Regions from separate parts of the Mus musculus genome. Here regions 1, 3 and 4 are each linked to region 2. A link is a contact called in public HiChIP or PLAC-seq data. All regions are on one chromosome and are shown on one strand. The core of a region is the stretch at or near the end of the contact, and the rest is flanking DNA. Distances in the headings are between cores, read along the strand shown. Region 1 has its middle 70 kb from the start of Gm30799. Region 2 has its middle 6.3 kb from the start of Gm30966. Region 3 overlaps Pcnx (pecanex homolog). Region 4 overlaps Gm30799 (a long non-coding RNA gene).

Region 1 (3,336 bases), core at 167-2,666, 330 kb before region 2:
GAGAGAAGACATTCTATGCTGGAGAGAAACTCTATGGTCTCCCTCCTACAGATCTTGCCTTGATGACTAAAGGGAAGCTATTATAACTCGAGAAGTCTTTTCTTTCTGTAACATTTTATTGACATCAAGGAATTTGGCTGTGATCAATATTCTCAGTTCTAGGCAATACTCATTCTTCACTCCTATAACAATAAGTCCTATAACTCTGTAACTCAAGCCCAGCGACAGAAGGTTTCTGGGAACCAATTAAGGAGATGAGAGTACATCTGTGGAGCATTTGACAATAGTTCCTGTTACCCATTGCAATTGACTGGAATGATATTCATTACAGTTCAGTCATAGCTACTTTTAGATTTAGACAATTCACTCTCTGTGCTCTTGGTTACCGCCTACATCTAATAAAAGGTCCTTAGCAATTTGGTTTTAAGTTTTTCCTTCTGAAAAATGTTCTCTTCTATACCAAGAAGCATAATGTAGATCGACCACAGTTGCACGTTCAGTCATTCTATGATTTATTGAGCAATTACTATACTTCAGATCATGTGTTAGGCATTGAGGATCCAAAAATCAGAAAGTTTTCTATGTTCCTTTTAACTATCATTCAGTGGTGTACACTAAACATACAGATCTAGCATATGCTGATCATTATAATCCTATGACCTTATGACTTCACATATCATAAAGCACTAATCGAATTTCACAAACTACCCTCCTTTTTGTTTTCTTTTTAAAAAGACTTACTTGTTTTTATTTATTAATTAATTTATTTATTTTGTTTTTTTCTGAGACAGAGTTTCTCTGTATAGCCCTGGCTGTCCTGGAGCTCACTATGTAGACCAGGCTGGCCTCAAACTCAGAAATCCGCTTGCCTCTGCCTCCCGAGTGCTGGGATTAAAGGCGTGTGCCACCACGCCTGGCTCTTTTTTTTTTTTTTTTCCCCTGCAGGGACATCTGTGCATCCATGCAGGAAGTACCTTGGAAGGCCAGAAGAGAGTATCAGATATACTGGCACTGGAGTTACAGATAGTTGTAAGCTGTCATGTGGGTGCTAGGAACCAAACATGGGTCCTCTGCAAGAGCTACAAGGGCTCTTCAGTGCTGAGCCATCTCTCCGGCCTCACAACACACTCTTAATAGCATCCATGTATGAGCTGGGCCCTACACTGTCGCTAAGGCGAGAAGTAGATCATTTTCTCTGGGCGGTGTTTCATCCTGAGCCTCACGGGCCGTTAAGCCAACAAGACAAATCTCCTTCAAAGACAGCAGCACCAAGTTTGCAAGCTTGGACTTCTTTTCTTTTAACTTGGTCTACCCACAGGAAGCAGCAGCTGTCGTAAGAAGAATAAAGTAATAGAGCCAAACGTTCTATTTGACCGGCAGCTGCATAAAGTTAGGTCGAGGCTCTGCGGACCCCAAGGAGGAAGTGACTAAGGCACGAAGTCAGAGTTCTGAAGTGTTCCACACAGCAGGCCTCTTCAAACCCAGGCTCCACACTGGGCCGAATCACTGAATCTCTTCCAACTGCACTGCCGAGCAAACACAGAAATTTTATGTATCTCAAGGTAGATGGTTGAAAATGCTTTTCGTTCCTCACCCCTGTGTGCAAGGCTTTGTCAATGACCTGCTGAGTCATATTTGGCAAGTTCAGAGTCTCTCTTGTTCCCCTGGGAAAAAATATGGGTTGTGCAAGGCTTGAAGACATTTTACTTGCAAAAGCCATGTAGGCATATGAATACAATAAAAAACTATGTAGTCATATGAATACAGAGGGCATTTATATATACACATAATTCAATTTTAAAATTCTTTAAATTTCTAAACTTTAATTATCATTGTGTAAGTGATGTGGAATGGAGCACACATGCCACCATGCATGTATGGAAGGCAGAGGGGAAATACCTCCGGATTGCCTCAGCCCGCCGGTCGCTCCAGCAATGTCAAGGAGACCTTTTTAACTATTATGAAAGCTTGGCTGTAGCTTGGCAGACTCTCAACTAGCTCATCTAAGTAAATCTTACCATTTCCTCGTTCTTGCATGCGGTTTGTTACCTACCACTCCTCAGTACCAGCACCTATTCCTTCCTCTGAGTCTGGCTGGTGATCTTCTTTTCCAGAGAAAAGGGCTGGTGAAGGCTCTTTCCCAGAGTTCCTCTCTGTGCCTGGATGTCCCGCCTTTCTCCTTCTGCCTTGCTATAGGCCGTTCAGCTCTTCCTTAAGCCAATAAGAGGGTGATGAAGAAGATATTTACAGAACACTGAGACAGGCGATACCTCACATACAGTGCACGTGAGATTTTCCCAACAGGAAACTTTGTAAGATTGGTTCTCTCCTTCCATTTTTATGAAGGCTTTAGATGTTGTTGAAGTCAGGTAGCTAGGACTACTCCACCAAGAGCCTTTACTGGCTAAGCCATCCCACCAATCCAAAAACATTCTTTCCTTTAAAATAATTCAGTTTTAAGTTTTCATTTTTACTAATTTGTGTGCATGTGTTTATGTACATGTGTGTGCAGTGCCCACAGAGCACACAAAATACTTTGTTGCTAGGAACTGAATTCTAACTCTGTGAAAGAATGGTAAGTACTCGTAACCATTGATTCATCTCTGCAGTCTCCCAGAATATATTTTTATTGGAGGTTTGTGGGGTCCAGTGGTGGACACCTTTAATCCTAACACACAGGAGGGAGAGGCAGGAATATCTCTGTGACTTCAAGACCATCCTGATCTACATAGTGTGTTCTAATTCAGTCAGGGCTATATAATGAGACCCACTTTTTAAAAATTCAATCTGGGGGTGGCTAACACGTTGGCTCAGTGGCTAGAAGCACTTGATACTCTTGTAGCAGGCAAGGGTTCAAGTTTCAAAACCCATATGACAGTTCACAAGTGTCTGAAATTCCACTCCCAGAGAATGTGATGTTCTCTTCTGGCCTCCAAAGGTACTGCATGCACATGGGGCATATACCCACACAGAGGCAAAATGTACACATAAAATCAATCAATAAAAAACATTTTGTTATAACTTGTTCTTCACTAGCACAAAAAGCTCTTGGAAAAGGATTATTTACACCATTCTAATACCTACCATGGAAGTTATAACAAGGCTGTCTATTCTCCCCCACCCCCCGAGAATTCTTGCTCACAGTAGGAAGTGCACATGTGGGGCCAAGCATCCTGGCAGCATCGTGAAGTCTCAGGAGTGCATTTGGACTTTTAGGGGGTAGGGGGGATGCGAATTTATATCCTTCACCAGATTGTTAAAGGTATGTGCCAACAGAAATACCAGGAACCACTGAAGTCCCTTCCTTTTTCTCTGAGTTTAGCTAACAGCTCTAGT
Region 2 (3,469 bases), core at 826-3,325:
TTGGATTCTAAATCTCTGCACTCACCAGACCTCTAGCCTTCTGTGCCGGACCTTGTCCCCAGGACCCCGAGGAAAACCCTTCTCTTTCTCTTTAGAGATGGCTTCTTCCTCCTTGATGCTTCCTCCAGCACTAAGCGCGTTCCAGCTTCTCACTGGATGGCACCTGCTTGGCCTCTCGTCTCAGTAGCTTCTCAGTTACAACCTTTACCTGGATTCTGTTCCAAGAGCCGAAATGAACACAATGTTGCTGCTTGGTTATGGGTTTGATAAGATTCTTATCACTTAAGGCTAGAATGTTGTTTTTGATCACCTGACATAGCTCAAGGCTGCGTCGGCCTGAGTTCACAGGCATCCAATACTAGGACATTTTTCTTAGGGTTGGAATGAGACTTGTCATTGTCTCAGGTCAATTTTCATCTTTTCACCGGTTGTTTTCATCTGTTGAAGAGTTTTAATGCCGGGTTAGCCTTCACAATAGCCACTATCCCTCCAGGAGTGTCATATGTCTCAGTGAGGCCCCCATTGTGCTGATAAGCTGCGGACAAGACCTGTGGCCACCCAATAGACTATCCCCGTTGTTTTCAAATTGGATGCCGCAGCTCTGGGAGTGTCAGCTGGTTCTGAGGCTTTAGTCCAGACTATACATTTCTTCAAGGTTGTGCCTGCCCCCTCACACCATTTATTTTCCCCATTCCTTTAGTCCAGGCTTTGTTGGGAGGGACAAGGCAGAGACAGACCTGGAATCCCTTGATGAACATTATCCAGGGTGGGTCTCTCCACCTCAGCAAGCTGCTGAGATCTCTAGCATCCCGTTAAACCTGGGGCAGAGACTCTGTGATGCTCTGAGAGTGAATGTGCAGTATTCGTGGGACCCATAGCAGTTCCTCTGTGTGGGCTGAACCAGCAAAGGACGGTAACTCACGGGCTTCACTGAGGCATGAGTTGGGGTCACCCTCTTTCCTTTGGTGGGTGGGTGGAGAAGAAAGAGTCAATTAGATTTACTTAAATGACTCCCCTCTACACCAGCCAAAACCAAAATCAAGGTCTCTTTAGATAGCTCACTAAAGAGGTGAGTAGCCTCATTACCAAAACCTGCTGCTCAGAGACTTCCGCTCCCAGCGGAATTCCCCCCCCCCCACCCCATGCTCTTCTGACAGTTTTACAGTTCAAAGTTCAGAAGGAGGAGGGAGAGAAGTTTCATAGGAGGAAAGATCTCTACAAAATTAGAAACGAAGTTCATGTCCCCAGCTTCCAGGCTGCTTGTCAGGAACACAAAAGGTGGCATGTGATAGCGATGTAGGTTGTGAGTTTAGGAGAAAATCACAGAGGGGCCAAGGAGAGAAGATGCCATGGGTATGTGTGTAGCCATTCACTTTAGTACTGAACTTTCCGGAGCCAGAACGTCCCCCAGCACCAACTTGCACCCGTGCAGGCTTAACAGCATGCTGTGAGCGTCCTCTGCTGTCTGTGTTTGGGCCGGCATCCAAGCCAGTTGGGCTGTTTCCTTAATGGCTACAAGCAGGCGTCTCTCCCGCTTTCAGTTTCAAGAAGTACCATAGCCCCATCAGAGTCTGCGCTAAGGAGTGGGACTGGCCAAACTGACCCCTTCAGTACTGCATCTTTTTTAAAAAAAAATATTTTTTTTGGTGGTGGAAACTCTAGAGGGCGGAGAAAAAAGAGGTCTTGCTGTGTGAACCGGGGAGGAGGGAAGGGAGTCGTGGCGGGGAGGGAGTGGGGGTGGGGGTGGGGGTGATAGGTTATTTCTGCTCCAGGGCAAGAAGGAAAGAATCTCTGTGGAGATTCCTCCCCCCACCCCCACCCCCCGGAAGGCACTTCCAGCTTTTGTAAACCTCAACATCACTGCGGAGGGAAGCCGTTGGAAAGCTGCCCCTGGGAATTATGGGGCAGGGAAGTCAGAAAGCATAGAGTGATCTTAGATAGACTGCTAGGCTTTGAGGTGCAGAAACACATACTACCCCTTCCTTTAAAGGCGGTCCAGCGGCATCAAACGCTGATGTCGATGAAGCCGCTGATGCGGTTCTCCATGATTGGAGGAAAGCAGGGGTGACGTCAGCGCATGCTTGTAATTCCCGCACTCAGGCTGCAACAGGAGGGATCTGGTTAAGGCTGTGTTCAGCCTGGGCTACAGAGGAGGAGATCTTGTTTAAAACGCAAGACAAATCAAACAAGAAAAACCAACGAGGGGGAGAGAAAAGGGTCAGGCATCAGGATTCATTACATGTATGTAGTAGATCTAAAGTGGAAATTTCTGGTTTCTTTGAAGACTTGGGTTATAATGTTTTGCTGGGACAATCAGGGGAAAGGATGTCTTGCTAAAGCAGACACGTGAGAGAATGTTTTGATGAAGGAGACACAGGTGAGAGGATGTTTTGCTATAGCAAACAGGTGAAAGGATGCCCAATGTTTAGAAAGAATATAAATATGGCCCCACAGAGAGTGGGAGCGCCAGCTGCTTTGCCTCCACTGCCTTGCAAGCCTTCGCTGATGACACGCATAGATTGGTTCACCTTCCATTGCATTGCTGAAGTTCGCTTGTAGTGACCTCATAGAGAGAAACCCACCAAAATAACTTCTTGTGAGAGTCCTGCGACTTCTGGTCACTGGACTTGGCCGATTGGCAAACCTCACCTTATCCCCTGGAGTGAACTGCCTTTGCTGTTCCCGGTGTGTTGCCTGCCAACTGGACTGGACTGCAGTTGCTGATTTATGTTTGGTGTTTGCTAGTTGACAGAAAACAATGAAGATGGGAATCGCCCCCAAAGAACTATTTCTAAAGAGGTCCACTTCACCCCTATCCTAATAACCTTTCTTTTCCACTACCTCTGCTAGAGGGGAAGTCGAACTCTTATTAAAGTAGGTTGTGAAAAATATATGCCTACATAGATCCTTGCTATAATGAATAAAATGGGCATAAGAAATGTCTCGTTGTTTCCCTCCCTTCATGCTCCAGACCCAGCCTAGTGTGGCTAAGCTGAAAGGAGAGTCCAATTTCGGTAGCTACCCAAATGGTCTCCTGCCCTCCTGCTCCGACATAGGAGCTGGGGGGTCTGAAAGGAGATGCCCAGCCTGAAGTCCCCTGCTCACTTATTAGATGTTCAAGGGTCACCTCCCCAGCCCCCCAAGTGCTGTGACCATTGTAGGAACCTGAAAAGGTCTGTCTCCCTTCTGAGCTTGGGCCATTCTCATACCTTCTTATTTCTCCATGCCTGGCCTAGCACAGGCTCATGGAGGCCACTCAGCCTGGGCAGGAGGGACACCACTCTTTACAGCGCCTACCCAAGGATCACCCATGGGCATAAGGTGTGAAAGGAGACACCAGGTGTCTCTGAAACCCAGGGCACATTCCCAGTGTCCACATAGCATCTCTTGTTACTCTGAACTGATAACCTGTCCACTGCCGCCCGCCAGGCTTTGCAGTAATGCTGCTGTTTTCTGTTTTTACAAAGAA
Region 3 (3,250 bases), core at 212-2,711, 480 kb before region 2:
AGAAAGGAGCTTAGCGTCTTAATCCAGCCTTGAAAGCGTGATGGTCACTGCCTGTTGAAATTGAGCAGCTGTGCATTCCTCGTTCATGAACTTGCTTGCTTAGCGTTAGATCCCTCTGCACCGTGAGGTTTCCTTAGGTGCTGTAGAGCGTTTGTTTAGCTTATTTCAGTGTTGGTGGCCTTCTGTCCATGCACATGAAATGTGGACAGTGTCCCTCTAAAAGCCAGCGTTCTGTTGTTTATGAGGCGCTCGCTCTCCTCCATTAATAAAATAACAAAGTGTGTGCTTCATTGTGACTCAAAGCTAACTGTAAATGGTTTGTTCTTAGATTCTCCCTTACTCTAACACATTCTGCACATGTAAGTGTTCATATATGTGTGCATATGTGTGTGTGTTTTTAGGGGGTTAGAAAGATGAGTTTTTGAAATGTATAGTTTATTAGTGATTCACTTTTCTCTTTAAGCACTTATTGTGAGTGTGTATGAATGTGTGTGCATATGCCGTGTGCAGCATTTATGTGGAAGCCAAAGAACAGCTTTCAGATTGCTTCTCTCCTACCACACCAAGTGGGTCCCGAGGATCATACACAAGTTGCCAGGTTTGGCATTTGGTAAAGATGACCTTTACCACTGAGCCATCTTGTCAGCCGCCTATCTTGATCTAATCATTTAATCAGCCCCAAAATATCAGACATCATCTGGACTTGAAATGTGTGCTGCCTGTCCTTCCATCAGAACTGTCTAGTTCACTCGATTGACAAAGTAAGGGACTGCATGTGACTTGGTGTCTTTAGGAGGTGGAGTAAGGGAGAGCAGGCTATTTGCTCTCCATGAGGACCTTCTGTTAGCTCCTTTCAAAGGTCGCCTTGTAGTCCCAGCCTTTCAGTTGATCACCACGCTGTCACCCGTTTCTACACTTTTGTTCCTTGACCTCTGTCTTTGCCCTTTCCTGCCCCACAGGTGAACAAGGAATGTGTCCGAGGGCTCTGGGCAGGACAGCAACAGGAGCTCGTTTTTCTCCGGAACCGGAACCCAGAGAGAGGCAGCATCCAGAATGCCAAGCAGGCACTGCGAAACATGATAAACTCGTCTTGTGATCAGCCTATTGGCTACCCGATCTTCGTGTCGCCCCTCACAACGTCTTACTCTGACAGCCATGACCAACTCAAAGAAATTCTTGGGGGACCAATCAGCTTGGGAAACATCCGGAACTTCATAGTGTCCACCTGGCACAGGTAGTGGGGTTGTATCGTTCAGGAGTGGTGTGCCCGGGGCCTGGGCGGCTCACCTGGGAAACTTGTAGAGAAAGTGCAGGTGCAGGAGCACTGTGCACACCTACTCTGCCTGAGCACTGGAGGGTAGAAATCAGCTCTTCATCTCCAGAAGCTAGCATCTGGCTTTGGCTGACCGTGGTGAATCTGATGTATCTGTGGCAACATCAGCAGAGCTGCACACCCGCTTTGCTCCTTTGCCTGAGTTTCATTTCCTCACCCTATAGCATTTGCCCTCTTCTGCATGTGGGTGACTTCCTCTGCTCCTGCGTTCCTTCCCAGCAGCAGGGAGCACTCCACACATCTGGTTGTGCCTCAAAGATTCTTTGTTGCCATTGCAACAGTCCAGCCATCCCTAGGTGCAAGTCTGTAGTGTGATAGGGTGTACACGCTGCATTTCCCTCTGTCTGGTGAAACCTAACGTGGGGTATAGAAGCATTATAGTTTGGTAGACAGTAAGGAGAATTTATAGATTATTATTCTCAAAGATTTTTTTATCCTTTGAGAATAGGTGGGGGGTTGTTTGTTTGCTTGTTTGGTTTTGGTTTTTGAGACAGGGTTTCTCTGTGATACTCTAGCTGTCCTGGAACTTGCTTTGTAGGCCAGGCTGACCTCAGCAAAACAACTGCCTCTGCCTCCTGAGTGCTGGGATTAAAGGTGCGTGCCACCACCAACCAGCCAAATAAATCATAATTCTACCTGAGGTCCAGACGGTGCAGCTGTGGTCTACACAGTTCTTAGGTGTGGTGTATGGACAAGCAGACGGACCTGTAGAGCTGGCAGAAGGGCTCGAGGCAGTGAGCAGGGCAGGGCTGTGCTTCTCAAGCCGTGGCCACAGGCTTGGCAAGGCAGACGCTGACAGTGCTGACCACTCAGAAGAGTAAAGGACTGATTTTGATGTGATGGCGAAGTAAGGCTTTCTGCTTTGCAATTCTTCCCCAGGCTAAGGAAAGGCTGTGGAGCTGGCTGTAACAGTGGTGGCAATATTGAAGATTCTGACACTGGAGGTGGGACTTCCTGTCCTGGTAACAGTGCAGTCACTGCCAGTGATCCCCACAACAATGTGTCCCAAGGAAGCACTGGACACCCGGGACAGGGAGCAGGATCCGGACTCCACCCGCCCACCACATCGTATCCTCCAACACTAGGTAACTGGAGACAAAATTCTGTGTAATGTCGACCCCTCAGCCATCAGGCCAGTACGTGTGTGTGTGTGTGTGTGTGTGTGTGTGTGTGTGTGTGTGTGTGTGTGAGAGAGAGAGAGAGAGAGAGAGAGAGAGAGAGCATGTGCATTCATGAGTGTGTCCATGCCTGTGTGTAAAGGCCTCTGTATGGTGTTGCTTGCTTACGCCCAGTAGTTGATTATACCACTGTAGAGATCTTGCACATGTTTGTGACACATACCTTTAATCCCAGCACTCAGGAGTCAGAGGTCAGTGGCTCTGGGATTGAAACCAGCCTGATTGATATAGTGAGTGCCAGGATAGCCAAGGCTACACAGAGAAACCCTGCCTCAAAAAGAAAAAACCCAAAACCCAAATATATATTACATTTTTAAGCGAATACTATTTAATTCTTGTATTTTATTTAACTTTTCTCCTGTAGTGCAGTGGGTTGGCGTCTTCTGACATTACAGTACTGTTTACACGAGAATCCTTATAATCACTTAGTACTTTCTTCGGCTGCTCCCGAAGAAATAGGCTCAGTGGGACAGACCTTGTAAGTCTCTTGATAGCTCACACGAAGAATCTACAACAAGTTTCTCTCAAGTGGGGACACTCTGCAGTCAGCTCTTCCTCCTGGGGGCTTCCTCATTAGCTCCTTCCACATCCAAGCAAGCTGCTCAACAGCCACTCACCTACCTACCTTCCTTCCTTCCTTCCTTCCTTCCTTCCTTCCTTCCTTCCTTCCGTGTGTGTGTGTGTGTGTGTGTGTGTGTGTGTGTGTGTGTGTGTGTGTGTGTGTGTAGAGTGTTTTCTA
Region 4 (3,403 bases), core at 471-2,970, 370 kb before region 2:
GCCGTTTCTCAACCACTTGGGTAACCTCCTTGTCTTTTGAGAGTCTTGCTTTCTGATACCCACCGACAGATCAGCTGGCACCCTAGTCTGGCACCTTGAAGTCTGTCAGAGCCACGGATCCTAACCCCTTTAGTCTACTCATAGATCTTTCCTGAGCCCCGACTCTGTAACTCATAGGCACCCCTGCCTGAGAAAAGATGGCTGCCATGGAATGGCACCTCCCACTGTCTTCTCATGAACTCCTGGTGTTCTCCTCACCACCCCAAGGCGCCTGATCTGGTTGAAGGTGACATGAAGGTGACATGGTGACACAGAATGTGAATGGCTGAAGGCTAGAAATCTGAGCTGTCTGGGAACCCCCTCACCTCTCGTGTTTCTAAAATGACTTCGGAATTAGGGTGCAGGCATGCAAAGCCCAAGGGAACGCCATCATTTTCGAGGAGGCCAGCTGTCCCCAGATCCAGGCCAAGAAATCCTAGGATCTGATGGCCCACACTCAGCTATGTGGCCAAACCGCTTCACGTCTGTGCTTCAGAAGTGACTGGGTAGTTCCATTGCTGGTCTTAAAGGAAGGGCCTCTGACTTTTCCCAGAGATGATGGAGTTCTTGGTCCTACCTCCTTCTTGTCTGCTTAGGAATCTTTCTCGGCTCCCTTAGGTGCCTAAACTCCAGTTCACACGAGTGGGACATTTCTACATAATTTCCTTACATACAGTTGTTTCAGGGGGTTCCCAACCCACAGAGTCTCTTTCTGTGTCTCTCTGTGTCTCTCTGTCTCTCTCTCTCTGTCTCTCTGTCTCTCTCCCTCTCCCTCTGTTGCATTTTCTACCTGGTGTGGAGTGAAAGCAAAGCCAAGTTCTCTCTGAAGCCCAAACTAAGGGACTTGGTCCAAGTTCTTCACAGAACATTCTCAGCCAGCCTTGGTGGGAGCACATTTGTAATTTTAGTTCCTGAGGAGGCTGAGGCAGGAAGACAGCAAATCCACCGGTTATGTAGCAAGTTTGAAAGGCCTGGGCAACTTAGTGAGACCTTAAATAAAATAAAAACATAAATAAAATTATATAACCCATTAAAATGTTATTTATTATTATTATTGGGAGCGGTCATGTGCGCGCACACACACACTGGTATGTGCATGCTACGTATGGTGTGCCTGGGAGAATGGGGGCACTCCTTTGAGCAGTTGGTTCTCTCCTTCCACTTAGGATCTAGGACGGAAACTCAGCTCTCTAGGCTTATGTGGCTCCTGCTTTTACCCACTGAACCATCCCACAAACCTTAAGATAAACCTATTAAAGGGCCAGGTATACCTAACTCAGTGAGACAGTCCTTTGCCAGCATGCTCTGGGTCAATACCTAGTGATATGCCTACACAGAGTGTATCAAGATTCTCCAACACTGGGGTCACCCTTTCCAGCCTAGCCCTGTGGACTCAGGCTAAGCCTCCGTCCATCCTTATACCTGGTGCCTGGAATGTTCAGTGATAGTTTTAAGAGCATTAAAACTGCATGCCTGCTCCTGCCCGCCTTACCCACCCATCAGTCTAGAAGCCGTATCCGTTCCCCTCCTCCTGGTTGTGGTTCACATCTCCATCCTGCTGCTGTTCTCGCACATGCTCAGAACAGCTGATGATCTGATTTGTGTTTTCCAGATCTGTTGCCTCGCCCGCATCCCCAGGCTGGCAGATATTTTAAGCACATGAATCAGGGTATCTGGCATGGCTTCCTCTGCAGCAGAGCTCCGGCTGCAGGCATAATGAAGTTGGGAGGGGGAACAGTTCAACTTATCAGGGAGGAGCTTTGCGTTGGTAACTAGTCTGCCTGGCAACAGCACAGGCAAAGAAAGATACCGGGCCCCTTAGTATCAGAGTCAAAGCGTGCACCCCCAAAGATCAGCATCTTTATACAGTTTCCCTTTGCTGCGGGGGAGGGGGAGAGTATGCTCCTTTTTAAAAAAAAGGAAGATAAATTTTGTCTGTGCATGTTCCAAACGATCGATGTTCCCTACCAAGCCACAAGATAGGGAGATGTGATGGGCAGCAATGTCATCGGTCCGTGGCGATCCATGGGTCATAAGAACTCCATTTCTGAAGTAAAATGGGTGGCTGGAAAAGAATTGGCACCAGGCAGTGACCTCCATGATTCTGTGTGGGCATCTTGTTTGCAGAATGGGGCTGGAGACAGGAGAGAAGCTAGCATTCTTTTCCATTTCTAGTCTCCTGAGCATGCACGCATGCCTGATACCGGTCTATTTCATGAGGAATTCATGCAGAATGAGGGGCAAAGCAGATAAAGGATGGCATGGACTTCCCAGTACTTGGGGTGACTTCAAGACCTCTCAATGTATAGGACGGACAGTGACTGACACAGTCGAAGCGGAACCAGGGTGTGTTGGATACGACTTGGCCCTGGCTCTGTTGATACTGGAGGCATCCTGAAATTGTCTCTCCTTTCCCCTTCCCAGTTTCCTTTCCACCATGTGGAGAATGAGCCAATGATTCCACAGAAGTCTTCCCAGGTCTGGCATTCTAGAATTCCAAAGTCAAAGATAGTTTTACCATTCTGAAGCAGAACGTTTAAAATGTTCCTGTAAATGTTTATAAATCAGACACCTGAATCGTTAGCTTCTCCCTTCTCATCTCAGTGTGCATACAAGCCTTCAGGCTTCAGTGTCTCCGAGCATACACAGGCCATGGGATCTGGGATGCATTTACATTTTTAGCATCAGTGTAATTCTATTTGGCTTCGAGCCACAGGAAGTTCAAGCCTGATTCAATTAAAAGTTTTATAAAATGAGATTTTAAAAATGAAAGACAACGCATTGCATATGCGAACCCATTGTACTTTATATTGGTATCCAGTCAGGCACATTAGGGGCGACTTGTGCTCAGGCCAAGAATCTGTTAACAATCCACAGAGTCGAATATTTTACTGTCTTATTTGGAAGCATGGAATTTAGGAGCTGGCAGGGGCTTAGAAGGTAGGCAGGCATGGCCTGTCCAACAAGGGCGAGAGGACTTTGAGTTCGGCTCCTCCTGATGCAGTCTTCACGGTATGGGCCGGAAAGGCAAGCAGATGAAAAGCCATCTGTTAAACCTGGTGACGAGAAGGCCGTCAACCACATAAAACAGAATTGGATTCAGTCTGCTTCTCTTTCCGTGGAAAGCTTCCAGAGCAGGGGCGAAATTCCTGCAAGTCAGTGAAGGGGTGGAGACAACAGGGCAGATGACAGGCAGAGGGAGAAACAGCCCAGGTAGCAGCTGCAGCTGGGTTTTCCCCGTCCAGCCCACACTGCAGAGAGGCAATCCTCCTTGGGAACAGAATGGAAGACAACTCAAGACTCAGAAGGGAACTTTGAGCCACTGTAAACGGAGAAACCAAAGAGCCTCAGTAATTGGTCAAAA

What was found. HiChIP or PLAC-seq counts read pairs in DNA pulled down with a chosen protein or histone mark.
Region 1: an H3K4me3 HiChIP or PLAC-seq map of stem cell-derived neural progenitor cells shows a contact between it and region 2, with 19 read pairs. The contact joins two enhancer-like sites. A contact is called at or near these places in 3 of 15 datasets of contacts at CTCF or cohesin (the NIH/3T3 cell line, large pre-B cells and pro-B cells), 4 of 484 Hi-C or Micro-C datasets (B cells, the G1E-ER4 cell line and myeloid progenitors) and 10 of 115 datasets of contacts at active chromatin or transcription factors (bone marrow-derived macrophages, embryonic basal ganglia, embryonic forebrain and 6 more).
Region 3: a contact with region 2 is called in an H3K4me3 HiChIP or PLAC-seq map of bone marrow-derived macrophages, with 5 times the contacts expected there. The contact joins two enhancer-like sites. A contact is called at or near these places in 4 of 15 datasets of contacts at CTCF or cohesin (CD8 T cells, the NIH/3T3 cell line, large pre-B cells and 1 more), 12 of 484 Hi-C or Micro-C datasets (the F1.1 cell line, bone marrow-derived macrophages, cardiomyocytes and 7 more), 23 of 115 datasets of contacts at active chromatin or transcription factors (the 230-238 cell line, the NIH/3T3 cell line, acute myeloid leukemia and 15 more) and 1 of 9 other capture datasets (embryonic stem cells).
Region 4: a contact with region 2 is called in an H3K4me3 HiChIP or PLAC-seq map of forebrain, with 5 times the contacts expected there. The contact joins two enhancer-like sites. A contact is called at or near these places in 2 of 15 datasets of contacts at CTCF or cohesin (the NIH/3T3 cell line and large pre-B cells), 11 of 484 Hi-C or Micro-C datasets (the HL-1 cell line, bone marrow-derived macrophages, embryonic stem cells and 2 more) and 16 of 115 datasets of contacts at active chromatin or transcription factors (CD8 T cells, the NIH/3T3 cell line, T-cell acute lymphoblastic leukemia and 9 more).

What each region holds. Positions count from the first base shown.
Region 1 is chr12:82,138,030-82,141,365 of GRCm38.p6, forward strand. No RefSeq gene overlaps it. Among named protein-coding and RNA genes, the nearest start is that of Gm30799, 70 kb to the left of the region's middle. Within about 2 kb of position 1,417, at least 36 of the 459 cell types and tissues checked have an H3K27ac peak or open chromatin away from gene starts, as enhancers often do. A contact at or near this core is called in the NIH/3T3 cell line, where this site is marked.
Region 2 is chr12:82,468,731-82,472,199 of GRCm38.p6, forward strand. No RefSeq gene overlaps it. Among named protein-coding and RNA genes, the nearest start is that of Gm30966, 6.3 kb to the right of the region's middle. Within about 2 kb of position 2,076, at least 295 of the 459 cell types and tissues checked have an H3K27ac peak or open chromatin away from gene starts, as enhancers often do. A contact at or near this core is called in the NIH/3T3 cell line, bone marrow-derived macrophages and forebrain, where this site is marked.
Region 3 is chr12:81,990,815-81,994,064 of GRCm38.p6, forward strand. Pcnx (pecanex homolog) reads left to right here. Exons shown (of 36, transcript NM_018814.3): 32 at 960-1,234; 33 at 2,213-2,418. Among named protein-coding and RNA genes, the nearest start is that of Gm30799, 77 kb to the right of the region's middle. Within about 2 kb of position 1,462, at least 12 of the 459 cell types and tissues checked have an H3K27ac peak or open chromatin away from gene starts, as enhancers often do. A contact at or near this core is called in bone marrow-derived macrophages, where this site is marked.
Region 4 is chr12:82,102,726-82,106,128 of GRCm38.p6, forward strand. All of the region lies in intron 6 of Gm30799 (a long non-coding RNA gene), which reads left to right. Among named protein-coding and RNA genes, the nearest start is that of Gm30799, 35 kb to the left of the region's middle. Within about 2 kb of position 1,721, at least 57 of the 459 cell types and tissues checked have an H3K27ac peak or open chromatin away from gene starts, as enhancers often do. A contact at or near this core is called in forebrain, where this site is marked.